Linked DNA regions of Macaca mulatta: all the other regions are linked to region 1. Evidence: chromatin contacts called from public Hi-C data. All regions are on one chromosome and are shown on one strand. The core of a region is the stretch at or near the end of the contact, and the rest is flanking DNA. Distances in the headings are between cores, read along the strand shown. Region 1 holds the start of SRD5A1 (steroid 5 alpha-reductase 1). Region 2 overlaps TENT4A (terminal nucleotidyltransferase 4A). Region 3 holds the start of TENT4A (terminal nucleotidyltransferase 4A).

Region 1 (5,084 bases), core at 877-3,376:
GATGTCTCAAGTTAAAAAGCTTCCATTTGGGATGTCAGGCAAAACTTTGTAAAGTGCTCCCTTCATTTCCAATGCCACAGTTTTGCTGGCACATGAGGCTGGCAGCAGTGTACATGAATGACACACAGAGTACATGTCTGGATGTGCATTCACACATGTGTAGCAATGGTTGATCCTATTCCCAAAAAAAATTCTTCACTGGAATGCATGACACCAGGAAAAGAACAGAGGCTTATAAAGACACACTGAGTTCTTCCTGTCTTGGTGGGAAGTGGGTGTTTTAAGGTAGGACCCCAAATCAGAAAGGTTGGGTAAACGGCCCACAGTCACAGAGCCAGTGAGTTCAACTTCCTTGGGTGCAGAGACATCCTTTTCAACGGTGAAGCTTTCCAGAGCCTGAATGAAAACATTTAAAATTTGATTTTGAACTTTTGACCTGCCGTTTGCTTTAGCTGTGTAAAAGCCAAAAGATAAGACCTGGAGAGAACCCCAACTTATTAGAAAACTTGAAGATTTCAGACACAGCCAGTTTTAAAATATTCAAAAAAAAAAAAAAAAAAAAACACCTTGAAAGATTTAGAAGTCATCTTTAAGACTTGATTTGTTTAAGGTTTAAGGTTGTTGCCTGGAAAGCCCCCCCACAATCCTGGGGTCCCTTGCATAAGGTGGAGATGAAAGTGTGAAAGTGATCAAGCCTATATAGAGAAACTGCTAGGCAATTTTAGCATACCAGGTTTCCAGTTGCCGCTGATCACTTGGCTCAGAGAAAACAGCTCCACCATCACCAAAGATACCAAAGGGGGAACCGGCAGAAAGGAGTAGAAACCAGTAGCCCTCAAGACTGAAGACCATCAGCGTTAGACTCTAGGTCACCCCCCCACACCCCCGCAGACGTGATCTAAGGGAACAAAATCTAGTCTTCATTTTAATTTTATATTTTTACTTTTTAATTCTTTATTTTTATTTATTTAATTTTGAGACAGAGTCTTGCTCTGTCACTCAGGCTGGAGGGCAGTGGCGAGATCTCGGCTCACTGTAACCTCCGCCTCCCGGGGGTTCAAGCTCTTCTCCCATCTCAGCCTCCCGAGTAACTGGGATTACAGACAGGCGCCACCGCACCCGGCTAAGGAAACCAAACCTAGGACCACCGAGTGGCTCTTTCCAGATCAGTTTCATCATGATTTTTTCCATCACTCCCTTCTAGTCCTTCGCTTCCCGCCCTTTCTAGACGAATCCCTTCTGGTTTCCAAACTCCCGGGGCCGGGGGACTCGGGGAGGGGACCCCAGGGGCGGCAGGGGAAGGGGACCCGTGCAGATGGGGGACGCCCTGGGGGTTTGGCAGGGAGAGGGCATCTGGGTGGGGGAGGCTTCGGGGAGAGGGCACCGGGCAGTGAGGGGAAGGTCGGAGAGGACGCCGGGCCGAGGGTCGGGGGCCGGGGACGTTACCGATGCCCGTAGTGGACGAGGAACATGGCCAGGAGGATGCAGTTGGGCGCGCTGCGGAGGCGCGGGGCGGACTCGCTGGCATACTGGTAGAGCGGCAGAGCCAGCGAGGGCAGCTCCTGCACCACCCAGGCGGCCCGCGCCGGCACTCGGACCCTAAAGCTGGGCGACGCGTGGCGGCCGTACGCCAAGTTCGTCTCACGATTCCGCGCTAAGACCGCGCAGCCCACGGCGCACTGCAGGTAGGCGAGCGCGGCCAGCATGCGCTCCTCGGCCAGCAGGAGCTCCTCCGCCACCGCCGTCGCCATCGCCGGGGCTGGGTAGCGTGCTCCATGCCCCAGAGGCCGCGGCAGGCAACATATAAGGCGGCAGCGCGGGGGCGGGACGGGCGGCTACCCGAGTTCGGCACTGCCGGGACACTGCAGACAGGGTTCTCAATCCAGGCTTCTCCAGGGCAGCCGGGGCTGTGGGCGCGGCCCCGGGGGCGGGGCGAGCACCTGCGCGGGGAGGGACCTGGAAGCGCCCCGCCCACGCCGGGCCGCCGTAACCCGGCGCCGCTCTGCGGACGGGCGGCCTCAGGCTGTCCGCGGAGGTCCCTGAGACCGCGTGGGAAACCCGGGCGCTTCGCTTGGAGACGCCTTCATGGCTGCTTCCTGGAGGCTTTTTCCGCCTCAGAGCTGTCCGCGGTTTTCCCTCTCTCGCTGCTTTTAGGGAAGACGGGTTGTGCGCTTTAGGCTTATTCTTGGACGGTCCCCAAAGGTCCCCGAAAGGACCAGGCCCGGACACGTGGGGCCTTGGTTTCCGGTCGAAAGTCCCGGGAGCTGTAAAGTCTGGCCGTGGCCGGCCGGTTTGTGCGTGCTGCGTGTGCGGCCGCGTGGGCTATGGGGCGGCGGTCGCGGGGCCGGCGGCTCCAGCAACAGCAGCGGCCAGAGGATGCGGAGGATGGCGCCGAGGGCGGTGGAAAGCGCGGCGAAGCGGTAGGAGCCGGGACCCGGCGGGCGGGCCAGGGGCTCCTCGTGGGCCTCCCGGACCCCGAGGCCTCCGAAGCGGCGGCGAGGGGCAGCTCCTCGGGCCTCGGGGTAGACGTCGCTTTCCTTTCTCAGGGCTGGGAAGGAGGCTACCCCGAGATCGTCAAGGAGAACAAGCTGTTCGAGCACTACTACCAGGAGCTCAAGATCGTGCCCGAGGGCGAATGGGGCCAGTTCATGGACGCTCTCAGGGAGCCCCTCCCGGCCACTTTAAGAATTACTGGTTACAAAAGGTAGGGGGGCAGTGCCTGATTTTTTGGGAGTTGGGGCCAGGATGCTGGCGGTTAAGGGCGATGGTGTTTTCTCCGACAAGTGTTACGATGCCAGAGAACCGTGGCGTTTCAGCGGTTTGGATTCAGGAAGCATTGAGGTGGGAGCACAGGGTCCAATGAAATGGTCACGGAGGTATTGCAGGTGCAGGGTTAGAAGAGGAAATGAAAATGGGATCTGAGGAAGATTCGGTTCCTGGGGAATCTTCCAGGAGGGAAGCTGAGGGTCTTACCTTTTGGAACGTAAGAGAATATAGAGAATGCATAAAACTCCTTGGTCCTTCCCCCCTCCGTCCCACCCCCCATCTTTGTAGTTACATCTTTCTAAATGAGTCGCAAGTGAAACTAAAACTGTAGGTATACTTAGGAGAGAAGGAATGCAGTGTTGCTCTTAGGGATGAACAGTGTGGATTGCTTAAATTTTGAAGGGATACAGTGTAAAAGTAGTGACTGAAGAATGTTTACTTTGCATGCAAAAGTTGGTTTTAGTTTTAAAACACTTGTAGTCTTAAATTTAAAAAGATACAATGTATTAACTTAGCTTTCTAGATCAGTTTGAAACTTTCTTGTTTTTCAATAGCCATGCAAAAGAGATTCTCCATTGCTTAAAGAACAAATATTTTAAGGAATTGGAGGACCTGGAGGTGGACGGTCAGAAAGTTGAAGTTCCACAGCCACTGAGTTGGTAGGTACCACAATGCTTCATGCCGATTATTTGCTTGGGATATTAATCTCTATCACTTGAATTATATTTCTTGGTACTGCATTTGCTGTTAACATGAAAGAGCCTGGGTATACTTGGCAAACATCCTAATGTTTTAGTACCTGGTGCTTCTATCAACATTACATTGGTATCCAAGTTTTCAGGCTATTTGCAGCTTTATGAGTCACTGAGTTCAGCCAACTCTTCCTAGTACATCCAACCTCTTCCTTTATGTCACCACTTCTGCCAGCTCCATGCTACAGCCCTTGTTTTCTCATCAAAACTGTTGCAGAGTGGCCTCTTTGCCTTCAGAAAAAGGACGGACTTAGCTTGACAACAGTCTCCTGGTAGGTGGTCTCTTAGTGTTTTCCATTACAGACAGGTTACCACTGTCTGCTGTCAGGTTGTCTCCTGCTACTTCCCAGTACAGACTGCACCAGCCAGTGTAGCATTTCCGAGTGTTGGCACCCATGCGTACTACTACTCCGGGAGCCACCTCTTTCTTGACTTGTCCTGCAGGTGCCCTCTGGGTTACCTATTCCTCATGGCTCAGTTCTAGTCTCAGTTGTGTGAAGGTGATCCCTTGTGCTGACAGCATCTTGTAGAGATGCTTGGAGAACTCCGGAGGCGCCAGTCCTTCGGTTAACTTGTAAGTGGAAAAGCCGTTATTATTAGCTTTGAGGTATTGAGTTCTCAGAAAAGAAAGTAATGCGCGAAAAGGTGAATTAAGCCTTTGTTTTGAGACGGAGTCTCACTCTGTCGCCCAGGTTGGAGTACAGTGGCATGATCCTGGCTCACTGCAAATTCCACCTCCTGGGTTCATGCCATTCTCCCGCCTCAGCCTCCTGAGTAGCTGGGACTACAGGCGCCCGCCACCACACCAGGCTAATTTTTTGTATTTTTAGTAGAGATGGGGTTTCACCATGTTAGCCAGGATGGTCTCGATCTCCTGACCTCATGACCCACCCACCTCGGTCTCCCAAAGTGCTGGGATTACAGGCGTGAGCCACTGCGCCCTGCCGAATTAAGTGTTTTGCATCAACTTTTGAGGTTTTGACTCTTCCAGTATGTAGTGTTATCTTTCCTTTCTAGATAACCTCTAGTGTTCGCAAATCGAGGTCAGATTTTCATTAATCATGGGGTACAGATTTGCTTGCTTTTCTTTCATTGGCTATTTGGATTTTCATTGTCTATCACAGATAAGCTTATACATTCACAATGAATGCTGACTGGCCAAACATTAAGTCAATATTCAACCAGTATGAAGACCAAATATCACCATCATGGAATGTGTTTCTGGGATATAGGAATAAATATGACCAACATCGTGAAACCCTGTCTCTACTAAAAATACAAAAATTTGACCGTCATGGTGGCACACACCTAAAATCCCAGCCACTAGGGAGGCTGAGGCATGAGAATCGATTGAACCCAGGAGGTGGAGGTTGCAGTGAGCCAAGATCATGCCACTGCACTCTAGCCTGGGCCACAGAACAAGACCCCATCTCAAAAAAGAAAAAAATAATAGATATGCCACATCTCAGATGTTTAAAAGCTTGAAGGGTACAGTGTAGGAAAATGATTCAGGTGCTAGGTTGCTGTTAGTGGTCACTAATTGTCCACTGTAGCGAGGTCAGTGGA
Region 2 (5,084 bases), core at 930-3,429, 120 kb before region 1:
TCACAAGGCAGTCAGAAGGGCAGCTAGCCCAAAGTGCACCCCAACTCAGTCAACACTAACGGAACCTGCAGGAAGTGAATCCTTTAGAATGGAATGTGAATTCTCATGTGTGAAAAACTGGGACAGCAAATCAAAGAAATCTGTCACAGAAGTCACCAAGGAAGTCAGTCAAGAGGACCTTACTTTTCATCAGAAAAGCACTGTTTCGAATTTTAATCTACATACAACTCATTCTTCACAATCAGGTTAAGTGTAGATTTTTTTTAAAGGACATATATTCTAAGTACCGGAATTTTATCTTTTCTAGGTTTATATTATATATCTCAATGATTATGTGGGTCTTTGTTTTTTTGAGTACATTTCAGTAGACACTTGAAGACAATGGCAATGTCTCCAATGTGACTGATCCAACAGACAAAAAGATGGATGATACACTGCCACACCGTGCTACCAAAAAAACCACTCAAGAGCCTGCATAAATCACGCCATCTACAAGCAACAACAAAACACATCAGCCAATGTGTTTTCCCTGAGATGATCTTTAGGAAATAAAGTCAAAAGCCAAGTGACTAACAGGTTTGCGTTGTGGGATGTGTTCAACAAGATAACAATAATAAACATTAATATCCATATACGAAAAAAGTGGAGAAATACATGTCCAAATAAAGGGATTATGGCATCTACTGTTTTTCTATATTACATACTTCTGGGAAACAAATGATTTAGGATGAATACGGAATACTTCTATAATCAGAAAAAAAAGATTTTCCTTAATTCTGCTTTATTATAGAATGTAAACAGTTGGAAAGACAAAAGTTAATTAGAAGCATTAAATAAGGATTTCTCAAAGTGTCATTAACTGGTTAGTATAAGAGAAACCTGTGGCTGGGCATGGTGGCTCACGCCTGTAATCCCAGCACTCTGGGAGGCCGAGGCAGGTAGATCACAAGGTCAGGAGATCGAGACCATCCTGGCTAACATGGTGAAACCCCATCTCTACTAAAAATACAAAAAATTAGCTGGGAGTGGTGGTGGGTGCCTGTAGTCCCAGCTACTCAGGAGGCTGAGGCAGGAGAATGGCGTGAACCCGGGAGGCGGAGCTTGCAGTGAGCCGAGATCACGCCACTGCACTCCAACCTGGGCGACAGAACGAGACTGTCTCAAAAAAAAAAAAAAAAAAAAAAAAAAAGAGAGAAACCTGCATCAAGAGCAAATGAATTGCCCGAGGCTTTCAGAGCCCCAACATAGCCCCCACACCTCCCCCCCCACCCCCCAAAGCTGGCCTAGCTCCCAGCAGTGGAGGTCGGGGAGCCCTTACCTGGCAGCAGGGGGTCCTCAATGCACAGCATCGACGGTCTGTACCCGCTGGTCATGGCTTTCATGATCTCCTCTTTGGCAATATAGGCACCTCCTTCTTTGATTCTAATACCGGTTTTCAAGTAATTAAAATTTCTCCCATAGAGTTCAAAAAATTCTACAAGAAGCATTCCAAGGTTTTCATCAGCTCTCCGGGCATCAATTCTTGGATGCAACTGTAAAAGCAATGCATCCACAATTTGTATGGATTCAGGGCATGTTCTAAAGAAAATAGGATGCAACGAAGTCTGCCGTCCAGCAGCCTCTTCAAGGCAATACCAGTGAGAGGCACTCGCTCACTCACCAGCACCACGAGGAAGCCTGAACAGCAGCCTCTTCAATGAGGAGTGTTCAAAAGGAATACAATGTACTAATCTCAATTTTATTGTCGTTTAATTTTTGGAATTGTTAATCCATACAGCAAACTTCCTGCAAACACAGATACCTGATTAACCAAATACTGGCAAATAAGTTGACTATATTCTGCATAACTTAGTTGTGTGGATGGTAGATGAAATTTCAGATTCTCACCGTCCTAATTTCGTTATGCTGAAGTACAACCAACAGGGGTCAGTGTTAGACTGAACAGTATGGCGGTCTCACATAAAACCAGAAAGTGAAATGACTGATTTCAGCTGAGTATAGGCCATCAGTATTGCATCATAATATCTATAGCAAGCTTCCATCCTGCTTGCACACAGATGAGCACCACTCTCAGTTCAGTGCCATATCGTCTTCAAAAGCAGGCATTGGGCTTGTTCTGAACTAAACCACTGTCCACCACACCTCCTGACGGTCATAATTCTCAGCTGTCCAGACCTGCATTGCCCACATGTCTATTTAAATGAACTAAAACAAATTAATTAAAAATCCAGCTTGTTGCTCTCACCAGCCACACTGCAATACTCAGTAGCCACATGTGGCACCAAGCCCCTTGCCGGACCATGCAGAAGTGGCCATCACCATCACAGAGAATTCTATCGGACAGTGCCAACTAGAAAGGGATGGACAAGGGCACATGAGAGAAATCCCTCAGAGAAGCACGGTGCTTGAAACTATTTATAACACAGAGTGCCAGGAGGAGCTGCAGCTCGAAAGCATACAAATGTTTTTAAGGTTCAGAAGAATCCCGGAGTTCTCTGCGTATTTCCACCACACAAGAGGAGGATTCCAATTCTGGCCTCACCTTTATTCCCTTCCTTATTCCTTGTCTTTTAGCCAAAATCACATATCCAAGAGCCTGGCCAGTGGCAGGGTGGGCCTCCTCCCCTCACTCAGTCAAGAAACTCAAATGTTGCCACAGTCACACCGCTGAGGCAGGACAAGCTCTGGGCACTGGACAGGCACAGGGATGTGGCAGTGAACCCAGGAATCCGACTCATGCTATGGTGGCCTCCTGTGGGGTCACAGGATCACTGAAAGGACCCCCTGAGGGGGTGGCAGGAGGCCCTGGGCCCAGGCACACATGGCACATGCATGATCAAAGTATTAAGTAGCTGTTGTTACTACAAGGCCATGAAAATAGTGCAAGTCAGGAGTATATTAGTAAAGAACAGAGGCCCATGTTTAGTTCAAAATAATGTCCAAAAACTATGGAAGAAAGGCTATACACTAACGGCCACATCTCAGAGGGGAAAGTGAAAACAGGACAGTGTGACTTGAACTGTAAGAAAACAGACATGGAATTCCATTTTCACTACTCTTAAAGCATCTCTGCAGAGACAGACCAAGGAAGCTGCGATCATCACAGGTGGTTACCCAGTGGTTCTACTATCATAGCATTCGTGACAGTGAGAACATTACCAAATCATGAACAGAAACGGCTCACTCAGCACAATCACAAGTACAACATTAATGGTAAACATGGACAAATCCAGTTGTGCAGCTAAATTATACAGGCAAGATTCTGTAAAGAACAGAATTCTTCACTCAAGAAAATATAAACACAATACTGTTTCAATTAGAGATGATTTTAAATGTTTAAAAAGTGTAAGTACAGTTTATCAATACATCACAGCATTTAACAATATTTTTTAAAACACATCTGTTTTCTACTGATAGATTTTCCATGTTACTCAACAAAATAAGGACCACATATAATTTCAGACAAAATAATGAGGTTTCATCAATTGAGAAAGCAATCTTGTAAATCCTTTTCTCATATGTGGTACCAAACTTTATTCTGAGACAATTTTTTTTCAATATAAATCACAGGCAAGCACCAACAAATGTTTATTGTTTACCATGAAATGGACATTTCTGAATATAGAGAACTCCTTGAGCTTGCACTGATGTGCACTGGACCCACAGAACCAGATGGGCACCCCGCACTAACCGTTACACCCAGTACAAAATGAGCTACAAAGGAGCCTCCAGAAAGGTGCGTTGATCAAGAGGGTTTTAATATAAGAATCAGAAATCAGCCTCTAACAAATTGAAACAATATAGTAAAAGGAGAGCAAAGGCTGCTGGAACCTACAGGACAACTGGTTGGAAAAGTCTACTCTTACACATGTCTCAACAGAAACGGTCGCAAGAAAGCATACGTACCTGTAGAAAGCTAATGGCCATTAAAATTAGGCTGTATGAGCTAATTCCACCTGTAAAAACTTCATTCAGGTCCCTCTGCAGAAGGAACTGTTTCAATACTAAAATCAAGTAAGGCAGCAATGAATATTTCTGTAAATTCCAAAAGAAAAAGATTTATTGAGTAATTACCATACTTTCAAAGAGATTTCACATAGCAAATTACACAAGACAGAAAGGAACGTTTCCTCCATCCTCTTGCCCATCTGAAGACTCTCAGTAAGTCTCAAACTTTGGTTGGGAGACGCTAAGAATTAATTTCCTGAGGGGCTTGTGAAAATCGAGACTGTGGAGCTCTCCCTCAGTTATGACTCAGCAGGGGTGCACCCCCACCATGAAGAGTCCACAGGCACAAAGGAACTCAAGGAGAGACCAGTGCGTTCGCTGGAGTGTTTATGTGCTTGCTACGCAGGCCGTGAGGACAGTGGGGGCCTCCGGAGCAGGACAGCAGAGTGAGGGTGGCAAGGAAGGCAGAGCGGCAGGAGATGACAGGAGGGAGGGAAAGCCTGGCTGCTGCTGTCCGTGTTGTGCTGGGGGCAGACGTGCTCCTTCAGACCAGATGACAAGGGGGAAGGGGGAACCTGAAGGGCAAGGCCCTTGAAAATGGAACAAGACGGGACCAGATTGCAGGGGTGGATTTGCCCCTGCTAAGGACTACAATGGCCTCTACTGTAACAGGATTTGCCCCTGCTAAGGACTGCACAGTCTCTACAGTAACAGGAAGGAAGTCACGACCACCCGGGGGTCGTGAACATGGTCAGAGTCCCAAATACATCAGCTCAACCAAATCTCTCTGCCCATCCTCAGGCACTGAGACCACCCAAAGTGAGTATATCTAAGACACCTCATGATTTATCAACTTCCACTGGACCCCTGCGCAAAACCTGCCAATGAGGCACGCTGAGCTAGAAGCAGTCTCTTTGTAATAACTGGAAACAACATTTTAACAAAGCCCTCTAAAATAGTTGTCAACTTCATAAAATGGTTACTCAAGAAAAGCAAATTTTAACAACAGCTATGTAATTTCAAAGTATCTCTAGAAATAGTATTGTAGGAGAAATAATGTAAGTGTAGTCTGTATTACAAAAGACCCCTGTGTGCAGCTGACAGCTGTAAACATCTGTAGGAGAAATGCCGCCGAG
Region 3 (5,084 bases), core at 1,425-3,924, 90 kb before region 1:
TATATCACAACCCCAAGCAGCTTCCCAGCAACAAGATCCTTTACTATTGGTCAGCTCAGGTGTGCCTTTAAAACTCAGTTATTTCCTTCTCTAAGGCACAACTGAAAGACTTTTTGGTGGCCTTTCTCAACACTCTGGGTAAGCTGATGGCCAGAAGAAAGTTCTAGACGGAACTATTTCTTGACACGAAAAGGTTAGTTCATGTAGGACCAACGGGCCATGTGGAAATGATCACTGGGGGGACCTTACCTCCTCTAGTCATAGGCCCAACTCTACCACCGCTTAGGTTTACTTCTGAAAGAGCAGCTTGAGTAGCAGCCCAAGCAGAGGTCAACGTGCCCTTCTAGGCTCATAGCAGGTAGTCCTCACGGGCCCCTTTGGGCAGAGACAGCAGGAAGTGGATGCACCCAGGGCCATACTGGAGGCATGGTACACACCACCTGGAGACAGGCAAGGAGAGGTCTCCAGCAAAGGTGAAAAGGAAGGTTCCAAGAGCATGACTGTAGCATCAAACCAGACCTCCTGACGGGCTTCAGAGCCCTCTCTTATGCCCTACACCATACTGCCTTACAGCTGGGTTCTAACAGGTTGGCAAGGGGTGGGGCGTGGGGCCAGGGGCCAGGACCCAGGGTCATCTGAGTAGCAGAACCCTGGAGGTGTTGCTGAGTTTTAGGCTTTAGACTTTAATGTGGGGGATTGGAGATGGAGGAGGTGACATCAGAGGGTGAAGGGGAACCTGACCAGACCTGCCGGCAGAGAAGATCACCCCATTAGCAGTGATGGGAAAGGACTCAAGCAGGACGAGAGTGCATCGAAGGCACCTCCGGCTGCTTGAGCGATCTCCACAGAGGTAACAAGAGACTGCCTGAGGATGAGGTGTGGAGAGATTAAAAGGGCCAAACGAACAGCATCTGATGATTGATTGGGCGTGGGTGACGAAGAGCGTGAGAGGGGACCTGCACAACTGAGCAGGGTACTCTTGTGCTCTAGGCAGGGGGCACTTGTAGGCAGGTTTCAGGGTGGGTCAAGATCATGAGATTGTCTCCATATCGTCTCTGCACCAGATCCCCAGATCCCAACACAGCACCTGACCCTAGTGGGCTCATTCACTAACAAAAGCAACACGACCTACTGAGGCTTACTAGTTACCAGGAGGAAACAGCTTGGGGAGTCCAAGTGAGATGCGTGGGGCCTGATGCGCTACTGCTAAGAGCAGAGGTACAACCCAAGACTTGCAGAGACGACGTGTCTGTTTTTTCTAGTGCTAAGAGACACGGAGCCCATGCCAGTTCCATAACAGGCTGGAAACCTAAAGGTCCTCCCAAGCGAGCCCTGAGGTATACATTACTATACATCAAGAAGAAACCGCTTCCAACCACCTGCTCTCAGAAAGTTCTACAGGTAAGAACTGGAGGGAGAGGAGTCTGCCCTCCCGCCAGTGTCTGCAATGCATGTTTACACCTTCAGGGAATTTAGAAGGCATCACTTGTAGCCCAAGCCAGGTGAAAAAAGTTACACAACATGCGGCTATTACAGTGTATCACACGCTTTAAAGAAGTATCAACTCTGTTTCCCAACATACTTCACATGAGAAACAGAGTTACAAGAAAAAGTGCACTGTAACAACTCCCAACGCCTAGCAATTGTGGTTATTCGTAGGACTCTACTGCATGTAACAACCCTCATACCCCGGCAAATCCTTCTTTTTTAAATTGGGGGGAAAAAAATCGTGCAAGGAAAATTTATCGTTTAAGTCTTAAAATACTGACATACAACCCACACATAAATTATTTCCAGACGCTCAGAAAAGCCCAAAATGGCCAAAGAGCTGCGTCAACAGCATCACACCTGAACAGCCTCACCTGGGGCAATTCCAACCCCACACACACCACCTTTGCTTTCATTCCTTGCCGTCTGTAGGTGCACTAAAAATAAGTAGAGCCTCTAATTCCCTCCAGGCGGATGTGGAAGTATTTAAAATAATAATGGCATCTTCCAAAGAATAGATATATATGACATATCTGTTTTTTTCTTTGAATTAAGCCAATATGTATATACTATACTTATGTTAACTGCAGCACGAAATTAAAGCACACAACCCCCCCCCAAATGAATCACCTCTAAATTGACAGTTAAATTTTTGTTTTAAATGAAATAAAAACGGTTAATATTTACCTTCGACGTGATCTGAGTTCCTGGTAATGCTAAATTATTCTGCAACTTAACTTAATGAAACTCCACACTTATCTACGCCCCACTTTAACAAGGGGTTCCTCACTTGCCCGGAGGCGGGGTGCAGGGGGAGAGTCGATTTCCCTTTCCAGTCTCAAGAGTAAAAAAGACAAATACCTACAGGTCCTATTCAGCAGCCCCTTTCTTGCATTGTTACTTGCAGGATCTGGGCAAGTCACTCCATTATAAAGGAGTTTCATATTAGCAAGAAAAAAAAAAAAAACAAAAAAACTTTCAGAGCAGAGTCGGGCCTTGGCCTTCAACATGCATCCTCCAAAAGAAGCCAGGGCGCCTGTAACTGGTGTCTGCAACGCGGGCGCCGGCCAGGACCATGGTCCCCGCCCCCCCCCCCGCGGCCGCCCCGTGCACTCACCCCTGGATGCCGGGGCTGTACGCGCGGCTCTTCCACGGGGTGCCCGGCCGCGGCGCCTGGGCCCCGGGGCCGCCCCCTCCGCTGAGAGCAGCCGCGCGGCTGCCGGACAGCAGGTAGTTGAGGCCGTAGGTGCTGGCCTTGTTCTCGCGTTTCCGGCGACCCGGGTGGAACTGGTGCTGCGACGCGGAGCCAGCGGGCGCGGGGCCGCGCGGCCCGGGGTGCCCGTTGGCTGTGCCGGGGGCGCTGGGCGCGCCGTCGGCGAAGTTGAAGAAGGAACCGCCGCGGCCGCCGCCCGGCCGGCCCAGCGAGGCGCTGCTGGAGGACGACGACGAGCAGCCGGGGCTCTCGGTGCCCGACTCCGCGTTGGACGAGGACGACGACGAGGACGACAGCGACGGAGACTTGTGCAGGCGCCGCGCGCCCTCGGCCGCGGGCCCCAGCGCCGTCAGCAACGCGGGGGGCAGCGCGGCGGGCGCGGCGGGGCCAGGAGGCGGGGGCGACGCGGCGGGCAGCGCGGGGCCCAGGCCGCCACCGCCCCGCCCGGCCGCCCCCGCCGCGGCCGCCGTGTCCAGCGCCGGCGAGTTGAGGCAGAAGTAGGACGCGAAGCCCGAGCCGCCGCGGCCCACGCCCTGCGAGGTCTCCCAGATCTGCATCCACAGGGCATTGGCCGGCCCCTTCTGCTCGGGCTGGATCCAGGCCACGCGCGGATCCATCCACGCGCCGCCCCCGCGGGGCCCGCGTGCCCGCCCGCCCCGACGCGGCCCCGCCCCCGCCGCGCCCCGAGGCCCGGCCGCGCGCGCACGGACGGACGGACGGACGGACGGGCCTGGGCTGGCGGCGGCGGGCGGGCCGAGCCCCCGGCCTCCTGCTCGAGCCGCGCTCCCGTCGGGCTCCGGCGTGGGGCGGCGGCGGCGGTGATGGGCCCGGGCAGGCCGCGGCGGGCGGCTCCGGCGCTTGGCGCGTCCCAGCGGGCGGCTGCGGTCTCGGGGCTCCCGCTTCACGCGGCGCGGGGCGGGCGCGGGGGCCGCGGCGGCGGCGGCGTTCCACTCGGGCCGCGGGGAGAGGCCATCGGAGAGGGGCGGGCGGCGGGGCCGAGGGGGCGGGCCCAGGCGCCGCGCGGCTGAGGGACCCGCGGGAGGCGCCGCCGCCCGTGCGCCCAGCCCTCAGTCACGCTCGCGCCGCTGGCTCCGCGTTCCTGCGGCGGCGGCGGCGGTGAAAAGACACTCTCGGCGGCGACAGCGCGGGGGAAGGAGGGGGCCGCCGCCGCCTCCGCTCCAATGAGGGGCGGGGGAGGGGGCGGGGACGGGGGCGGCAGGAGGAAGCGCGGCCTCGGTCGCCGGGCCGCGTCGCCAGTGCGCACGCGCGGCCGATTTCAAATACTCACTAGACACCGCCGCCGTGGTTACCGCGCCTGCGCGTTGGGGTCCTTCGGCCGCGGGCGGGGTGAGGTCGGCGTCAGAAGCTACGCGACTGGGAGGGGCTGGAGGGAGCAGCGGCGGCGTTGAGCCCTTTCAGACTAGGCCGGGGTTGGGAGGAACAGGCAGCCGCTGGAAGGCCCGCACGCCGCCCTTGGCCCGCCGCGGCGTGCAGACCTGGGCGTGCAGACATGCGCGCTAGGGCTGGTGTCTCCGGGCTGCCGCCAGTGCTGCGCTGCGCGTGCGCAGGGGCGCATGGCGGTCACCGCCAGCGGTGGAAGTTTCCGCGCAGCCAGGCGAGGGCCGCGGACGACACCGCTAGGCGCCTCCCCCAGCCGGCGGGCCCTGTCTCCTGACGCAAGGGCCGGCCTGGGTCACAGATCCCGCCGCAGGCTTCTCATTTGAGGGGCCGTGCAGCAGTTCACGCTGCGCTCTCCGGGGTCCGCGCGCCGGCCCACGTGCTCCCTGCACCTCGCTGGGTGAGCGGCCCACGTGCAGTGCCCGGTGACTGGCTCCGCCGCTCCGGAGCCGGGAAGGACGGGCGGCGGAGTTCTGCTCTCTAGCGGGTCTGCTTACAGGCGTTTGGTTTTCTTTTTTAAATGATTTTTTGTGTGAAAAGTGAAGTGAAAACGTCCAAGTTAATTCCCTGGGCAAAATGGGCAGTGCTAGCCGAGGAATGGCTCGTGGGCGGCGCGTCCGGCCCCCGGCTTCGATTTTTCCAGCTGCACGGAGCAGACAGGAGTCGGTAGGAAACCGCCCGCCATCCACAGCCTGCTGTTTGTCATCCCGGTGTTCCGAGCGCGATGGAAGCCGAGTTGACAATGGCACTGGAATACAGCGTCAACCACACATCCTGTGAGGTCCAAAGCAAACGCCAGTGTCGTTGATCATCGCGGTGCCCCGCGAGCCTGGGCGACGTGAGGCCCCGCGGCTGCCGCCCTGTCTTCAGGGGGAGTCTCCGCAAATGCACTCCCGGGCCAGGGCCCTGAAACCGCCTTAGCCCAGTGGCGCCCGGGCTCCAAGCCTTTTAAGTAGAACCATACTACCGGCGTGTTGTAAATGCT

Evidence for each region. A called contact is a pair of places that touch in the nucleus more often than the background predicts.
Region 2: a Hi-C map of cortical neurons shows a contact between it and region 1, with 4 times the contacts expected there. The contact joins the enhancer-like site here to the promoter of SRD5A1 in region 1. A contact is called at or near these places in 6 of 14 Hi-C or Micro-C datasets (CD4 T cells, blood, cortical neurons and 3 more).
Region 3: a contact with region 1 is called in a Hi-C map of liver, with 3 times the contacts expected there. The contact joins the promoter of TENT4A here to the promoter of SRD5A1 in region 1. A contact is called at or near these places in 4 of 14 Hi-C or Micro-C datasets (CD4 T cells, cortical neurons, fetal cortex germinal zone and 1 more).

Annotation. Positions count from the first base shown.
Region 1 is chr6:7,731,527-7,736,610 of T2T-MMU8v2.0, reverse strand. SRD5A1 (steroid 5 alpha-reductase 1) reads right to left here and starts at 2,126. Exons shown (of 5, transcript XM_001083405.5): 1 at 1,447-2,126. The coding sequence starts at 1,751. NSUN2 (NOP2/Sun RNA methyltransferase 2) reads left to right here and starts at 2,254. Exons shown (of 19, transcript XR_001445160.3): 1 at 2,254-2,420; 2 at 2,547-2,704; 3 at 3,321-3,425.
Region 2 is chr6:7,852,421-7,857,504 of T2T-MMU8v2.0, reverse strand. It overlaps TENT4A (terminal nucleotidyltransferase 4A), which reads right to left. Exons shown (of 13, transcript NM_001261299.1): 6 at 3,907-4,035; 7 at 1,319-1,532. Among named protein-coding and RNA genes, the nearest start is that of TENT4A, 31 kb to the right of the region's middle. Within about 2 kb of position 2,179, at least 10 of the 40 cell types and tissues checked have an H3K27ac peak or open chromatin away from gene starts, as enhancers often do. A contact at or near this core is called in blood and cortical neurons, where this site is marked.
Region 3 is chr6:7,821,867-7,826,950 of T2T-MMU8v2.0, reverse strand. TENT4A (terminal nucleotidyltransferase 4A) reads right to left here and starts at 2,674. Exons shown (of 13, transcript NM_001261299.1): 1 at 2,606-2,674. It overlaps LOC106998645 (a long non-coding RNA gene), which reads left to right and starts at 4,321. Exons shown (of 2, transcript XR_003730217.2): 1 at 4,321-5,084.